2 separate regions of the Anser cygnoides genome follow, and region 1 is linked to region 2. A link is a contact called in public Hi-C data. All regions are on one chromosome and are shown on one strand. Each heading gives the region's core, a stretch centred on a gene start, on an enhancer-like site or on the middle of the called end of the contact. The rest is flanking DNA. Distances are from core to core; before and after follow the strand shown. Region 1 has its middle 46 kb from the start of SEM1. Region 2 has its middle 9.2 kb from the start of SLC25A13.

The links. Hi-C and Micro-C count contacts between places; a contact is called where the count stands out from the background.
Region 1: a Hi-C map of liver shows a contact between it and region 2, with 1.8 times the contacts expected there. The contact joins two enhancer-like sites. A contact is called at or near these places in 2 of 7 Hi-C or Micro-C datasets (both in liver).

The regions. Positions count from the first base shown.
Region 1 is chr2:27,128,392-27,136,039 of Taihu_goose_T2T_genome, reverse strand. No RefSeq gene overlaps it. Among named protein-coding and RNA genes, the nearest start is that of SEM1, 46 kb to the right of the region's middle. Within about 2 kb of position 5,304, at least 1 of the 3 cell types and tissues checked has open chromatin away from gene starts, as enhancers often do. A contact at or near this core is called in liver, where this site is marked.
Region 2 is chr2:26,983,994-26,991,622 of Taihu_goose_T2T_genome, reverse strand. No RefSeq gene overlaps it. Among named protein-coding and RNA genes, the nearest start is that of SLC25A13, 9.2 kb to the right of the region's middle. Within about 2 kb of position 4,427, at least 3 of the 3 cell types and tissues checked have open chromatin away from gene starts, as enhancers often do. A contact at or near this core is called in liver, where this site is marked.

The sequences.
Region 1 (7,648 bases), core at 4,055-6,554, 140 kb before region 2:
AGGAAGGCAGAGAAGCACTTTTGTTTTTCCATAAACACCGTGTAAGGTTTCAGCCCACCCTCAGGACATCATCGATTCTGCCAGTCACGTTATAGCCACCCTCCTCTATAACTCAAGGCAAACTGCATGTGCTGAGGGTCTGATTTTTAACAGAGGGCGAAGTTTTGCTGCGCAGCCCTCACCAGATGAGCCCATTACATGGATTTTTTCTGTTCCATTAGATCTCTCTTGGTTTTATTAGCCTCCTTCATTTCCAGCCTGCACCTCCTTCAGATCCCAGTTTCAGAATTTCAGAGATTATCCTTATTTACATGCAGTGGGTTTGGACTAGATTCACAAAGAAGTTTGTGAAGCCTAGCACCGCTTACCTGCCACTGTGCTTTTCAGCACCACCATTTGCATTCTCATTGAGCTGCTGTGTACGCCTGGAGGTATCTATTTCCCTGCCAGAAAAATTCCTAAATAGTGTCCCAGAACCTGCCAAGGTCTTAACCATGTGAGCCTCCAAGCACCTAACTCACATCTAAGCTTTTCTGAGATCTGCAAACAAAGCATTACCCCCCCCCCCCTCCCCCCCCCGTCAGGCCTGACCTGACATGCATTTTCAGAGCACGCCTTCCAGATCAGGCAGCATGCAAAACTCAGGAAGAAAAACGGTGGTGCAGTGGTCAGAGCGCCCACGCAGCACGTGTGAAACCAGGTTCATCCCCTTCGAGCCGGGGGAGCCTGCTTGTCTTACACGCTCCTGCCTCAAGTCATTGTGGCTGGCCTTTCTACTCCTGCTCTTGAACACGTGCCTGTGGGTGGGCCGGTCAGGTACTCACTGGGCCAAGTGAGGAGAAGAGAGAAATCAGCAGCATTCAGCATGGGCGAAAACACTAGCTGTGGTTGTATGGGACCAAAGCGAGAGCCACCCTCTTTCTCACACTGTTTCTTCTCTGAAAAGGGTCACTGCACACGAGAGGACTTGCTGCTGCAGTGACAAGAGAGATGCTGTCTATCAGCTTGGACAGTATATCAAGCTCTTTTTAAAGGACAAGGTTTAAGTTTTTCTTTAAGTTTTTCTATCTCATTATTTCCTTCTGCCTGTTTAGCATCCTATTTTTTGTTGTCTTTTCATTATTGTTATTATTATTTTTATTTTTCAGTACTTTAGTGCACTATATAAACAGCTTCAGTTCCAGCAGGCAACACCACCAGAGTCCTTTTGACTCTTCTTCGGAAATCACCCACTGGCCTTAGCTAGTGCAGAGCCATTCTCGAAGTGTCCAAAAATAGGATTATGTGTTCCCATGGTACTTCTCCGTCGGGACAGCATGTGTAGGGCTTTTCAGGTCTCGACAACCTGGCTCAGTGTCAGTGGACATTCTGTCACTTTATAAATAGGAACACTGGGCATCCACTTCTATCTAATCCTGCTGGTTAATTTGCAAGTAGCACCCTTTGCCTTTCACTCAAACTTACTTTAAAAACACTTGGGATTTTAACTGCCCCTTCCCCTGTCATGGTCTTTCATCCTTGTACTAAACATCAGAAGAGACATTTTAGGTCTTCCAGTGGGCAGTGTACTGGCTGTTATGTTCGGTAGGGTAAAGGAAAGAGAGAGAATGTTTAACAACTTCAGAAGTCTGGCAGAGGATAGAAGAAGGCAGTTGGCCTTCAGTCTCTTGGGAATCAAGAAAAGGGAAAAAAATGTTGCCTCTGTTACTTTAGGACAACTATGTAGGTTGCAGGGTGCTGCCTGGAAGCACCCTCAGTGTCTCAAGGTCAACCAAATTATATTCTAAGTGGAATGAAGCATTTTTCCATGAGCTTAAAAAAATCACAGAACCAAGGAAAGGGCCCTGTATGCCTCTTGTGACTTCCTGCCTGTTGTGGGATAGCTGTCCCACAGCTCCTTTGGATTTCTGGTTAGATTTATTGTGCTTTGAAAGATGCAAGGACCGAGCTGCATGAGAGCAGATCTCACGAAGTCAAGTCATAATTATTTTAATCTTTATTAACAACCATTCCAAGTCAGAATAGTCATGGAGCAAGTCTTAGTAGAAAACAGATTTGCTCAGTCACTATGGGTTTCATAAAGCCCTATCAACACAACCAACTGGCAATGGAAATGTTTGGAAAGCATTTCAAACCATAATAATAATAATAAAAATAAACAAAAACATATTTTGCTTTCACAAAATGTTGATGTGTGTCTGATATGTTTGAGGAAAATGCCCGATGCTGTACTTCACTACAGGACGTGGCGCCCGACCCACTGCAAGCAAGATTCACTCCTCAGCCCCGGGCAGAGAAGAACAAGAGGGGCAGCTATGGCTGCACAGACTGCAGGGCCCACTCATCCTGAGCACCTTGGCAAGGAGCTTTCCCAAACCCATCCTCTACCACCATTTGTTGTACCTCTACTGAGGTAGAGACATCCTCTACTCTAACTCTGCTTACACTGAAGTGAATAACTCATATTCTGCTAGAATCACTAAAAGATACGTGGCTGGTAGGGATCTCTGGAGATAGCCCAACCCAAAGTAGAACGGACTGTTACTGTCATCCAGGACAACTAACCTCTTTCTCAGGCAACCTGCTCCACTGTTTTGCTACCATTACTCTTCAAGAGTCCTTCCCACTAAAGCTCAAGCCTTGCTTTATCCCCTACAAACACGCAGGACAAATCTTTCCTTTCATCTGTGCAACAGTCTATCATATAGTAAGTCGCATTTTTTCATCCTTTTTTTTTTTTTTTTAAGGCTAAGAAACCCCAGTTCTTTTACCCTTCCTTCAGAGGTCTTGTTTCCTCCTGCCCTTCTCCTAGTTGCTCCGTGAAGTCTTCCTATTTTTCCTGTGTTATTCTGGAAGCACAGCTCTCAGGACTGCAAACAGTATGGCAGCACCATGAACTCCCATTGCCCGAAGGATGAGACCTTAGCATACACCAAGAGAGTCAAGAGGGGCATTTCCTCAATTATGGAACAGGGATAACTTTTTGAAAAAGGAAAAAGAAAGAAGAAAAAAAGGAGGGTGAAAAAAAGGCTTTGTGTACAGGCATCCCAAGAAACAATGCTTTGGTCATCTGGAAGCCAATTCTCTGACAACATAAGCTATGCTTTCCTGAATGCAAGGGAGCAGGATCCAGATGCTGCAGGTATTCCACACATATCTCACGTGATGGAAGAAGAAGCCCGATGTGGGTGAAGAGGGTGAGGAGAGGGGAGGATACGGGTCCCAACCAGCCCAAGAAAACAGGTGCATGCAGTCATATTTGGCTGCTGTTTGCTTGACTGTGAGAGAGCATTTGGCATTTCGGCAGCTGCAGGAGGCAGTTGGTAGGAGGCAGGGCATCTTGGGTTGCTCTTAGCATGGCAGCTCCATAAACATCCCCGCAGTGCCACTCCGTATTATAGTTTGGAATAGGGGAGGATACATATTCAGCGCTCAGGAGACGGGATGAATCCAAAGGAGATTCAGTCAATCCACCATGAGGGCCTTGCATTTCAGAAGTACCCACACGTGGCATGCTGTTAAAAAATAACTGCTTGGAAATAGTTATTTTGACTCCATCCAGAAAAAAAAATAAAAAATAAAAAGACCATGTGGTAAAATTCAAATGTAGTGTTGAAAGTGGACAGGCGAAACAATGTTGAAACCAACAACAAAAAAACTCACCAACTTCAAAAAGGCTAAAATCTGTCTCTTTATTTAAGTACGGATACACCCATGCGATGAATGCTGTGAGATTTTATAATCATGGATGCTGTGACTGAAAGGACCTGTCAGGTCACTCCGTCTGTTCTCCCAAATAATAAATAATTTGTTCCTTAGCGATACCAGAAAGGAATTACAGCTCATACCGAATTCAATTATCTGCCTAAAAAGGCAACGAGAATCTGAGGACTTGCAAGCAACCTTTATCATCTTATTTATTTCCAGGTGATTTCCTGAAAGTAGTCACAGCTTGATGCTTTTGTGAGGTCCCATAACTCCCTTCTCAGAGAAGATGTATTTAAAGTAATCATCCATTTATGCCATTTATACCTGGCAGATAACTGAACACTAAGCACCATTTTAGATTTGTCTGATAAAAAAATTTGAAAGAGATTTCCATGAAAATAGGATTTCAATGATATTTTGGGGAAAACACTCTGCTTATACTGTTTCTTTAATTTAGGTGCTAAATTGCTACTAATGGGCAATGGAAGAGCCTCACGTGAGGCTTTAGTGTGCTGTATGCTCTTTTACCCATGGTGGTGGGGTCATTAAGAAGTTTCTCTTTTCACCAAGGTACTCGCAGTGCGGTGGAAATCAATGGAATTACAGCAGCACAAATGGGAGAAATGCAGTTGTGAATCAGACCCTGAGCTAGCAGCCTATTTTAAGTCATGTTCAAACTGTGTTAATTGGCAAAAGATAAAACAGCCCTACTGTTTGTTTTGCTGCTGTAAGGAGTTTGTGTTGAAAACCATGACTAAATAATAATTAACAGGCTTCAAGTAATCAATCAATAGCATTTCATGAAATTAAGCTGTAAACTAGAATCTTGGACTCAGCTTTAAAGTTCGATGTTTTGGGCTTTTTTTTGTTGTTGTTTTTTTGTTTGTTTGCGTGTTTTTTTGCCCCTTTTTTTTTTTTTTTAAGAAAGCAATGATGCAAATCTGAAACTAAATCCAGGCTTGCACTTGATTAGCAATTCCTTATTGTGGTTTTACAATGTTAAATTTGTACAAACAGATTAAGTGTGTTTTTTAAGCTGTTCCTAAATAGCCTGGGAACTAAGAATTAAGTGCAGATTCTGCCCAGCCCCTCAAAAACCAACACACCCTTCTCCAAGCCCAACACCTGCTGTTAAAAATACATCACACAATGGCTCTGATCTTATATACCAGCAGATGTGAAGATGCCCAGAGGTCTCTCAGATGTTTGTGTTCCTGGGTCACGTGAGGGCACCAGGAAGGGGAGGGAAATTATGCTGGAATTCCAAAGGTCACCGCTGGACAAAAATAGTGAAAATTGCACACATGTTGGGAAAAACAAAGGTTCAGAAAACTGGAAATTCGGCCAAGAAGATTTACTGAGGGCAATGTTTCATCCCTGATTTAAAAAGAAAAAGAAAAGGGAATACAGTGTGAAGAAATGGAAAAGAATGTCACCGGGAGAAAGAAAGGGCTCTTAGGATCGGCCTCTAGCCTCAAGCTGAAAATAATTAACAAGTTACAGCCAAAAAAAAAAAAAAAAATGGAAAGGCTTTCCTCTCTTGCAAGACTTTCCTGGGTGAGCTCTTAAATAATCCTACCTGCACCTAGACGGTAAATTTTCAGGTTACAATGAAAAATTATACTTTTTGTTTCCAGCACACTGGCCTGAATTTACTTTATCTACACATTTTTATCCAGGGGAAGGGCCTAGAATTTGGCCCCACGATTTTACTGGTGTAGTCACCCATGTGATAAATCTGATTTTAGGGAGATTATTCACATCGGCAAGGCATCATTTAAACCAGAAAATGCTTGGCAGCTCATCCCCCAGTATTAGCCCTGTGTGGATCGGCATGCTTTTCCTCGCACCGAGGCAGGTCTTGCACAGTCCCCACTGAAGGAATGGGTGCTTGAAATGCTCTGGTACACATGTGGAGGGGGTGAAAGCCCCGGCCACGCACGTACAACACATGGCAGTGTTAACAGCGCTCAGGGCTTCTCAAAATAATCAACCGAGCAGCAGTGACACAGCAAAATACATCATAATCACATCAATTATGCAATCACTATTTTGTGAAAACAAGCCTCTGGGATTTCTTTTTAAGTAATCAAAGAAATATCAGACAGGAAAACAACGAACCTTCCTATTACAAATGAGCAAGTCTCCACTGGGGAAGAAAAAAATAAAAGGGACTGGAAACTGGCCCCAGACATGCCACAAAAACACTCAGTTCTGCCTGCAAGGAGATGACCCCAGGCCCTGGCATTCAGCCCTGGGAGAGGACAGAGATGCTCAGTGCCAGCTCCTCTGTGCCCCCTGCCCACCCGTGGTCCCCAGGAGGTGGGGAATGGTGGCAGTGCCACCAGCGAGCAGGGCCTTGCCAAAACCGTGTTTTGCCAAAACCCCTTGCAAAATGCGTGCAATGCTGCATGCATGGAGGCCTTGGAAGATGCCTCAACCTTCTTTCTCCCCGCCGAACGCCTGTGAGTGCTCCTGCCCAAGCTGCTCTGCACCAGGGATGTGCAGGCCTCGGGGCTGGGTTACAGCTGTTGTGACCGCAGCCTGCATTTGGCAGCAGAGCTTTGGAAGGAACTATAAAGAAACGTTTTGCCCTGCAGCTAAAAACGCTGATAAAATCTGTAAGCATTTGAATGGCAAGGGGGAAAAAAGGGTCAATTCAGTCCTCTCCCTTCCTCTTGAATTTTCAGATGCCCCTGGCCACTCGCTGGGGCAATCAGGCATCTCTGCTTGTCCTCTGCGCTTCCTAGTCGCAAGGCTGACTGTGCTGTGGAAGCACCCAGGGCTCTCACACAACAGATATAGTGCCAGTACAGACTAAAATGTACCCATTATGTGGGCCCGTGTCCCCACAGTGGTGTGAGGGGCAATGGCAGGGAAACCGACAGGAATGGAAATGTGCTCTTGGTGCTACAACAAGCTCTCTTCTTGGCCCACCAGCAGCTCGCCTAGGTCTGCTGCTGGGGTGAGGGCAGAAGTTTTCTCCTGTTATTTTGCCCCTGCCCAGGCCATGTCACAATGTTTCAAAAGCCCCTGCCAGCCCTTGCAGGAAGAGGGAGCAATGTTGGCCAGGGCTGGGCCCGGGAGCCGTGGGCCGGTGCGTGCTGAGGTAACCAGGCCCCTTGGGGCAAGGATCCAGCAGCAGCGGGTAGCGGGGCCCTGCCTTGCTGACATCAAGCGTGAATAATCGGGCTTTCATGTGGCTGAAAGGTGGGAGGGCGAACGCGGCAGCCCAACACCTTCCTGCCCGGGGCCAGGGCACAGGCCGGCTGCCGGCTCCCACCCCTTCCCTCCAGCCTCCTTTCAACCTGGGGCCGGGAGGCTGGCCTTCCCCACCCCTCGCAAAATGCTTTGAGCTCCAAGGAGCTCATAAATGCACGCCCCCAATGCTTCTGGGGTGTCCCTGCCTCGACCTGGCCTCTGCCGTGTTGGGGTCCCCACGCTGGCCAGGCCACCAAGAGCACAGGTCATGAGGGGGACGTTCTCCTCGGGCTCCACCAAGGGGTGACCACAAAGGATTTGAGTATTTCATCAAAGGTTGGTGCTTAAACACCTTGGATGCACCTGAACAGCCAAGCTGCAGATTCTGTAGGAAATCCCTACAGAGCTGTGGGGAGTACTCAGAGCTCGTGGTTTCTCTGGTAGCATGGGACATGTCCCTCTTACATCCCCTATCACAGCCACCTGCAGCACCCCTGCTTGCTGCACCCTCTGGGATGTTTCTGTCTGTGTTCAGCAGGACAAGTCCTTCATGGAAATTTTAAAACTAGACACGAGATGATACCAGTTTTAAAAAATATTTTAAAAGGCATACATTTCCTTAGTTCAAATCATGTAATTAATGTGGTGGAAACCTCTTAAATAAGCTTTGCCATGGGAGGAAACTTCTCCATGCACCTACCCCTTCAATGTTAGTGAAAAACATACAAGCTAGGACTTT
Region 2 (7,629 bases), core at 3,178-5,677:
TTTCTTCTTTCCCCTTACCTCTAAAAGGAATCCCTACAGATGCCAAGTTTCAGCTAGCCATAGCTGGAAACAGACAAATTCAGACATAAGCAAAAGAAAATTCAAGTGTAATATTATGAATATTCTGCTAACACAAGAATTTCTTACTGGTTCCAAGAAAAATGCTGAAATCTCTATCACCTGGATCCTGGATCCATTCCAGCAAGACTGGACAAACCAGTAAGAAACACACTGAATGGTCTTGTCCATAGGATAAAAATGGCTTAAATACTCTGCTATCTTCAGTTTCTGTGATTTATAAAAGACAGTTTTTAGACCAGCAGACACGATCCTGTATATGAACATGGATCTGTCACAAAGCTCGTAGCAACTGCTCAGAGTTAGAGCTCACAGCTATCCAGCTGAAGAGGCATTTCTGTAAGTTACTCCCTGAATCAGTTATGACTATGGGAACAGCTGAGTGAAGAAGGAGAGCGATGATACCCCTGTGACTGCATTCTCATCGCCAGCGGTTGACCACCATCAATGCCAGAACATAAAGTGTGGGTAAATTATCCACTTTACTAAATGCTGTAGACTGTATACAGGGTTTGGATCAATGGCTTATTTCTCTTCAGAGTCTTCTCTACTCCAGCAAATGATCTGGTTGACTTCAGAAGGATTCTAACTCACATGAATCAAGGCCACCAGATCTGCTCCTGGAGAGTGTGATTAGTTTCCGTAATGAAATCTTACCCTGGGCATCATTAATTTTAATTTGAATTCTAAGCAATTGCTTATGCTGTCATACATCTTTTGGTAGAAATTGCCTGCTTGGGACCTTAAGGAAAATACACATCACAAAACCAACCCATCGAGTAAACATGTTTGTGACCTGAATCTACTTTTGCTTTCTAAAGGCTAGTTTGAGAGAGACACAAAACCTCAGACTCCTCCTGGTTCATTCGTTGCAATTGTTGTTCGTAGTTGTGGTTGTTTTCCTTTGGACACTCATTCTCCTTTTCCTGCTCTGTGGCCTGTTTTGCACAGTTCACTCTCTCAGGCCACGGAAATAGCTTCCCTCGGAAAACAACACTGGAGATCTGCAGCTTAAAAATGTCACAGTGGTACAGAAAAGATTGCAGAAAAACATTCAGGGAAAAAGATGAGTTTTCAGAAATGCTGTTCAGCTTAAAAAGTGGTCCTTTACAAAATGGGATACACTGAAGATAAACTGAATTTCTCAGAGCTATATATACTTCTATGTAATGAATGTACTTTTTGTGTTTACTTGCTTTGCATTAATGAGTACTAGAATTTACAGTTGATAGCAAAGACTTCAGGTTAAAATTAGAGCACTGTATTGTTTTGTTTCTTGAGGAGTAGTGAATATTATACAACTTATAATTATTTATAATTAAATTTATTTATAATTCATTTATAATTAACCAACTAAATCTGTCTGTTCAGCCTTTGGCTTATTCTTGATTGAATGTGTTCTTCAAAAACAGTAGCCTTAAATTTTTTTTTTTTCTGTGTATCTATTCACAGTCTTTTCCCTCAGCTTCCAGCTAATCCAACGTGACTGTCACAACCCGAACTGAGAATCTCCCCCAGGGCATCAGAAGGAAGAAGTCACATATATGTGACTTCCACTCCCGAGAACTGTAAGAATACAGTGCAGCACATGAAAACTTCAGTTCCCACTAAAAATCAGTGGTGCATATTGCCATGAAATCTATTTTCTTGACTTACTCAGTAAGTAACCTAAAGGTGGGATCTGTGATCCCCATTAATACTGACTTCCAAATTCAGGAGCAGCATCATTACTGCCCATTAATCCGTTAGGGTACTGCTCATCATGAATGGCACAGATCAAATTCCCTGAAAAAAAATAAAAAAAATTAAAAATTAAGAAACAGTGTACCTCTATAGATCAATGCTATTTCAGCCATGAATGTTGAAATAAGACCTGTGGTCTATTAGATTTTGTTGTTCAATCTGGGACTGGAACTTCTGCATCAAAAGTTGTACCCAAACAAAGTTTTTATTTTTCCCAGCAGTGTGGTATTCATATTTCTTTTGCATTTGCAAATATAAATTTGCAGCCCATTTGCACCGTGTATCTGCAATTAATTCTAAATTAAAGAACAGTTACAACAACAATACAGGATGCCCTCTGAAGCAAAAGACAATGAAGAAATCAATGATGTACTGCACAAATCCCATTTCTAGTTGGAATGCTTTTTAATGTCATACAATGACTTCCACAACTGTGTCAAAAACAATTTTGCTTCAGGAACTTTGGTCCTACCTTGCCAAAGTAAATACTTCTATCTGTTCTAATTTCTGTCATTCTCTATGGACCAATATACCTCTGTGTGAGGCTTTACTGTGTCTTATCAATGATTGTTTCAAGCAATGTCAAGACTGTCTATACAGCCCATTTTGTGGAGTCTTTTACCCTTCTAGAAGAGTGAGCATATGAAGCATTTTAATTTGGACAAAAATACTGTTTTTTCTCTGAGCTGTTTTTTGTAACTTCTCTATTTCTTCCAAGCAGGTGGGATCTTCCATCTAACATGTAGATACAACAAGCAATTATTTATTTTTCTGTTGTTGCATTGTTTCTAGTTGTACTTATTTACATTTTATACATCAGAAAAGAATGCAATTAAACATCCATCAAGAAAAAAATGGGGATTATACAAATAACTTATTCATCATAAAATGCAAGATAAAGTTTTATTTTTCTGGCATTTTCAATTATAAAATCTTATTTTCAATTGCTTATATATTAACCCATCACCCTGGTCAAGCATCTTCCATGCTAGCTGGTTAAATCATGCTGAAATTTTAATGAAAGTTTTAGCAAAAATTACCCAGTCATTTGGGAGAATAAGAAAATAAGAATGTTGTTTTCAATGCTAGAAAGTTTTCAGAAAGTTAGCTGTGGCATCCACCATACTTTGGAGCAGATGGACAAAAACTAATAGACTGCTAATGCTTGTATCATTCAGGGATGTGCTTTTCTGTGCTTTTCATTATCTCATGCCACTGAAATAAACTGCAAAATATGAAAACTTTGGAAAATGTGAAATCTGAAAATTCTTAGTAATGTTTTGCTCAGGGTTGGTACCTAAATTCTTCAAATACTTGCTCTAAATGGAGCCAGCGGCTGAGGGCTGCAGGCTGTCTGCACTCCCATGGAATGACTATTCTTTGCTACTGTTGGCTTACATAGCACTTAAGATCCAAACTAAAATTAGGGAGTTTCTATTCTGCTTCCAGTGCACAAAAGAGGACAAAATGGCTCGATTAGGGCACAGGAGAAACAAGTAAGAACTGTTGTGTTGTGAAACACTAGCAGAGTATGCAGTAAGAAAACTGAGTCTGAGGAATAGGAGCCATTGAAAAAATGTAAAGGAATTGTCAAATGAGTTCAAGAACTAGGATAAGAAGGAAAATAGAACTGAGGAGGGATGAGGTTGCAAATATGAGGATTAGAAATGAGTTAGAGCAAGGAAGGTGCTCAATGGCAGAGAGAATGCAATGAGGAGCAAGGAGAGAAATGCTGAGAAGGGGTTCATCAGCTTGAGCAGGGGTTTCATGAGTAGCTGAGGCCATAGAACATCTGCTAGGGAAAGACCAAGCCATAAAAAGGAGGTAGACTGGATGATGAGACTAGGACAGTACATGATCAGGAGGTAGTAGATGAAAGGCCAGTGTGGATCTGTGTATGACTGGGGCAAAAAAAAAACCAAAGACCTAAAAATACAAGCATTGGACTACCATAACTACAAAAACTGGAATATTTTAATGTGTCCAATGATCCCAAATTTTATTTTCTGCACAACAGCAAAATGTGACAGAAATAATTACACTCGGTAGCCACCAAGCAACTGGAGAGCACCATCATTCCCTTCTGTAGGTATTTCTGAAAATTCCACTGGCTGTCAGGTACCCTGCTGCAAGCCACACTGAGAATCTGTTCAGTGTCCTACGAACTTCTCGGATCAAGGCCTTTGAGGCAAAGGAATGCCAATTTATGTCCTTAAAACCTTGGCTGAGCTATGAACTAGGCTCCTCAGCTCTTACAGGAATGGGTCAGGTGAGGACATGAGCAGTGACGTTGCTCTGAGTGCCTGTATAGGAAGGCTTCTGCGGGGCTCTTGTGCCACCATAATCTATTTAAGAAAATAAAATAATAATAATAATAATAAAAAACACCACAGTTTTGTGGTCATGTTCCCTATCATTTCACCATCTTTTCATGCATCTGATCCAGAGAATTTAGCATCTCTCTTTAGGCAGCACTAGAGGGGTAATGAAAAAGACCTGACGAGGCATTTTGGACACTTTAACAGAAGCTAGACGCAGGTCGGTTATGTAAAGACTGCCAGAGGCACCGAGCTATGCAGAGCTGGCAAGAGAGCTTGGGATCACCTTCTGATACATAGCAAGTAGCTGACAGGTAATGATTAACAGACTCCAAATATCAACTTTAGACCATGTAGCTGTGGTCAGAATAAATGGTTCATGTTAATGATTCACATAAGCATTTCAATGTCAGTGGCACTGAGGTAAGTATCTTTCATTTTAGTAAGGAGACTATAGATGAACAGCCCGAAGGGAAACTGAAAGTTCAGCTGTTGTGATACTTGACCTAAGTACCTAACATTTCTCCCTGAAATATAGAGTGGTGTCTCAGTGGTACCTGTGTTATGTTAGAGTAGGATCTTAGAGTGGTATATCCCTGAAATATAGAGTGGTCCAGGCTTAGCTGCTCCTACATAACCACTCATAGAATATATTTTTTCCCACTGCAGAGAATTCTCTGACTTGGACTAACAAGACTTTCATAAGATTTTATTAGCTAAACTATTAAAACTCATCTCTAATGCCTACAGCTTAACTTAAAATGCACCAGTGCAAAATCAGACAGACAATCCCACAATCTCTGATCTGAACTCATTCTCTCGGTTCTTGTCCAAAACGCACCAGACGATGGGCTCTGCAACAGGCCCCGCAGGTCGGCAGACTCAGGCCCTTCAGAGCAAAGAGGAGAGCGTGCCCTGGAACTGAGGGCTATTTCTGCCCACGCCCAGCTTTGGCAGGGTATAAGTCTTATACTTCATATCCAGTACAACAAAGGAATAGAGAAAAGGCTGTCAGCTTGCTTAGTTTTAAGGACAAGTAAACAAAGGACTTAATCCCCACTATATAACCAGGAACTCCTTCAGGAGATAAGTGTTGCATACGAAGTGTCATTTTGCAACTTCCCAAAGCTAAGGAGTCTCAAAGATGCAACTATGAGACTTCCAGCTGCTAAGTGCTATGCTGTATGAGTTTCTGAACAATATAGCAATACTAGCATGCTCCTTCAGGAGTTCCTTAAAGCTGGAATTCCTGCCACAGGCCATCCTATTGAGCAGACAGCAATATTTTCTTGAGTTCCAAATGTTCCTCAGGTTCAGCTTCTGCGGGGACCTCATCAAGTCCAGTCTCAAAGTCAAAAATGGAAGTGAGTGGGTGCACGGCCAAAGGAAATGCCAGCCCCTTATGGAAGAACAGCCAGCTTGTAGCTCTTTGCTTGTGGCTATCACTTCAGCTTCTGAGTTGTGGCCCAGGAATCAAGAAAGGTGTTGCTTCCAAACAAAAGTTGTGTGTGTTCCCTCAATCAATATACTCCACCTATTTGCATTAACTGGCTGAATCTAGGAATGACCCTCGTGGTGATTTCATGTACTCTGCGCTGACAGGGAAATACCAGCAGAGTTAAGTAAGCAGGACTCGGGTGCATTTTATGATTGCTTCTCCAATGCCCCTACAGAAGCCCAAGTTAATGGATTCCCTCACCGTGGACACCTCAGCGATGTACACTTCGAGTCACTGTATTAATATAAAGAAGCAAAGCGGTACGTGAAGAAATTTTCTCTCCATTGCAGCAGAGATGAATTCATTTATGTTTTCCTTTTGCAGGTTTCCCTCTCTGTCCCTGTAGAAGGACACTTTGCTGACTTCTGTCTGACTAGCCCTGTCGCTATAGTAGAAGCAGTGGAGGAGATGAGCTAGATTCCTTTTTGCTTCATACATCACTATCTGCCCACAAGATACAATGCTGGATAAATCATATACTCAGTGGGAAATTACCTATTGATTTCAGTAAGCATAGCAATGGATTTTCTGTATTTATTGTTTAAATCTTGTTTCCAGCAGAAATAGTGGCTAAACACAACCAAGATGTATGTTGCAGTTCAGCTGTCCCAGACTCGACTGAATGTCCCTAAAATCTCCCTTCCGTATGTAGCGAGTGAACATTCAGCTGGGAAAGCTCTGGGACACTGAACACAAAAGTTGCATGACACATTTTTCACCACTGATCACACAATTCATCCCGAAACTTCATGCCTGCTTCTGAAGAATGAAACCATAGATCCGGATGGTTTCTTCCCACCTCCCCAAGGCTTGTTCTAATCACACCAAAAACAACAACAAACAAAACTAAAAAAGAGGAAAGAAACAAGCAAAACAAACAAGCAGAGCCACTGAGAAAGTCTGGTTTCCTGTGGATTCTTCTGAAGTTTAAGAGATCAGTAACTGGACTGACGTATTCCCCTGTGGTTAGACTTTTGTAGTCTGTTCTTGGATATGGATTCTTTGGAGTCTATTAAGAGATGAACTTACAATGTAGTCTATTCTTCGGTGGAAGCAATAAGACGCCTTTATTCTTTATCAGGCTGCTGCTTTTTACAAAATCTGGAGGAATTCAATACCTCTGAGACTGCTACTTTTCTCTCAATCCTGGTTGAAACTGGCTAAAAGCTGACTTTTGACCAGATACATAAAAAGCAATGTGATCATATAAACTGCTTTTCTTTGGTAATCAAATAAAAAACAAGTGCTCAAAATAATTAGAAGTTATCATCATCTCTAGGTAAACACACTTGCTATCAATGCTTCCAGTTCTGTAAGTAATTAAGAACCTTTTGAACTTTTGTCTTTATTCAGTTCATTTTAACGAAACCAATACCAAAAGCTGGGATACACTGATAATGGAGAGTTGTAAATACCTAGGTGGGTGATATTCTTGGAGTCCGTGTGAAACATTGAAACTAATGGAAAAGCTCCTGCTGGCTTTAACAGACTTTGAGCTAGACCACCTTTCTTGAGCTGTGGAAAAAGGCTAGCTCATACTGGGTCCTCTGGAAATGTGTACTTATAATTAATAAATGTTGCATCTCCATGGAAAATATTAAAAAAAAAAATTGGCTGGAAAACCAGAGAAAATAAATACTCAATTTCAAGATGACCAAATGTTTATATGTTCAGACATGTAAGTTAAAGCTAAGAGAAACTCAGTGCTTTGTACAAAACTTTGCAGAAGTTCCCCTACTTTCTGAAGAGTCTTGGCTAACAAAAAGCCAGCAGTCCTCCTGCACACAATGTATGTACAGAGTGTACATACAGTGCAGACATCAACATATATTTCACAGCCATACACATGTTGTATAAAGTGATGCCTAGCTTCCTCTGTGAGTAAAGTCTGGTTAAAAGTAGTGTGGCTATTTCAATATGATAAAAACTTTGGTGAACTGACATATTAATGGATTTCAACCTATCTTTTTAGGGATAATATATCAATGCTTT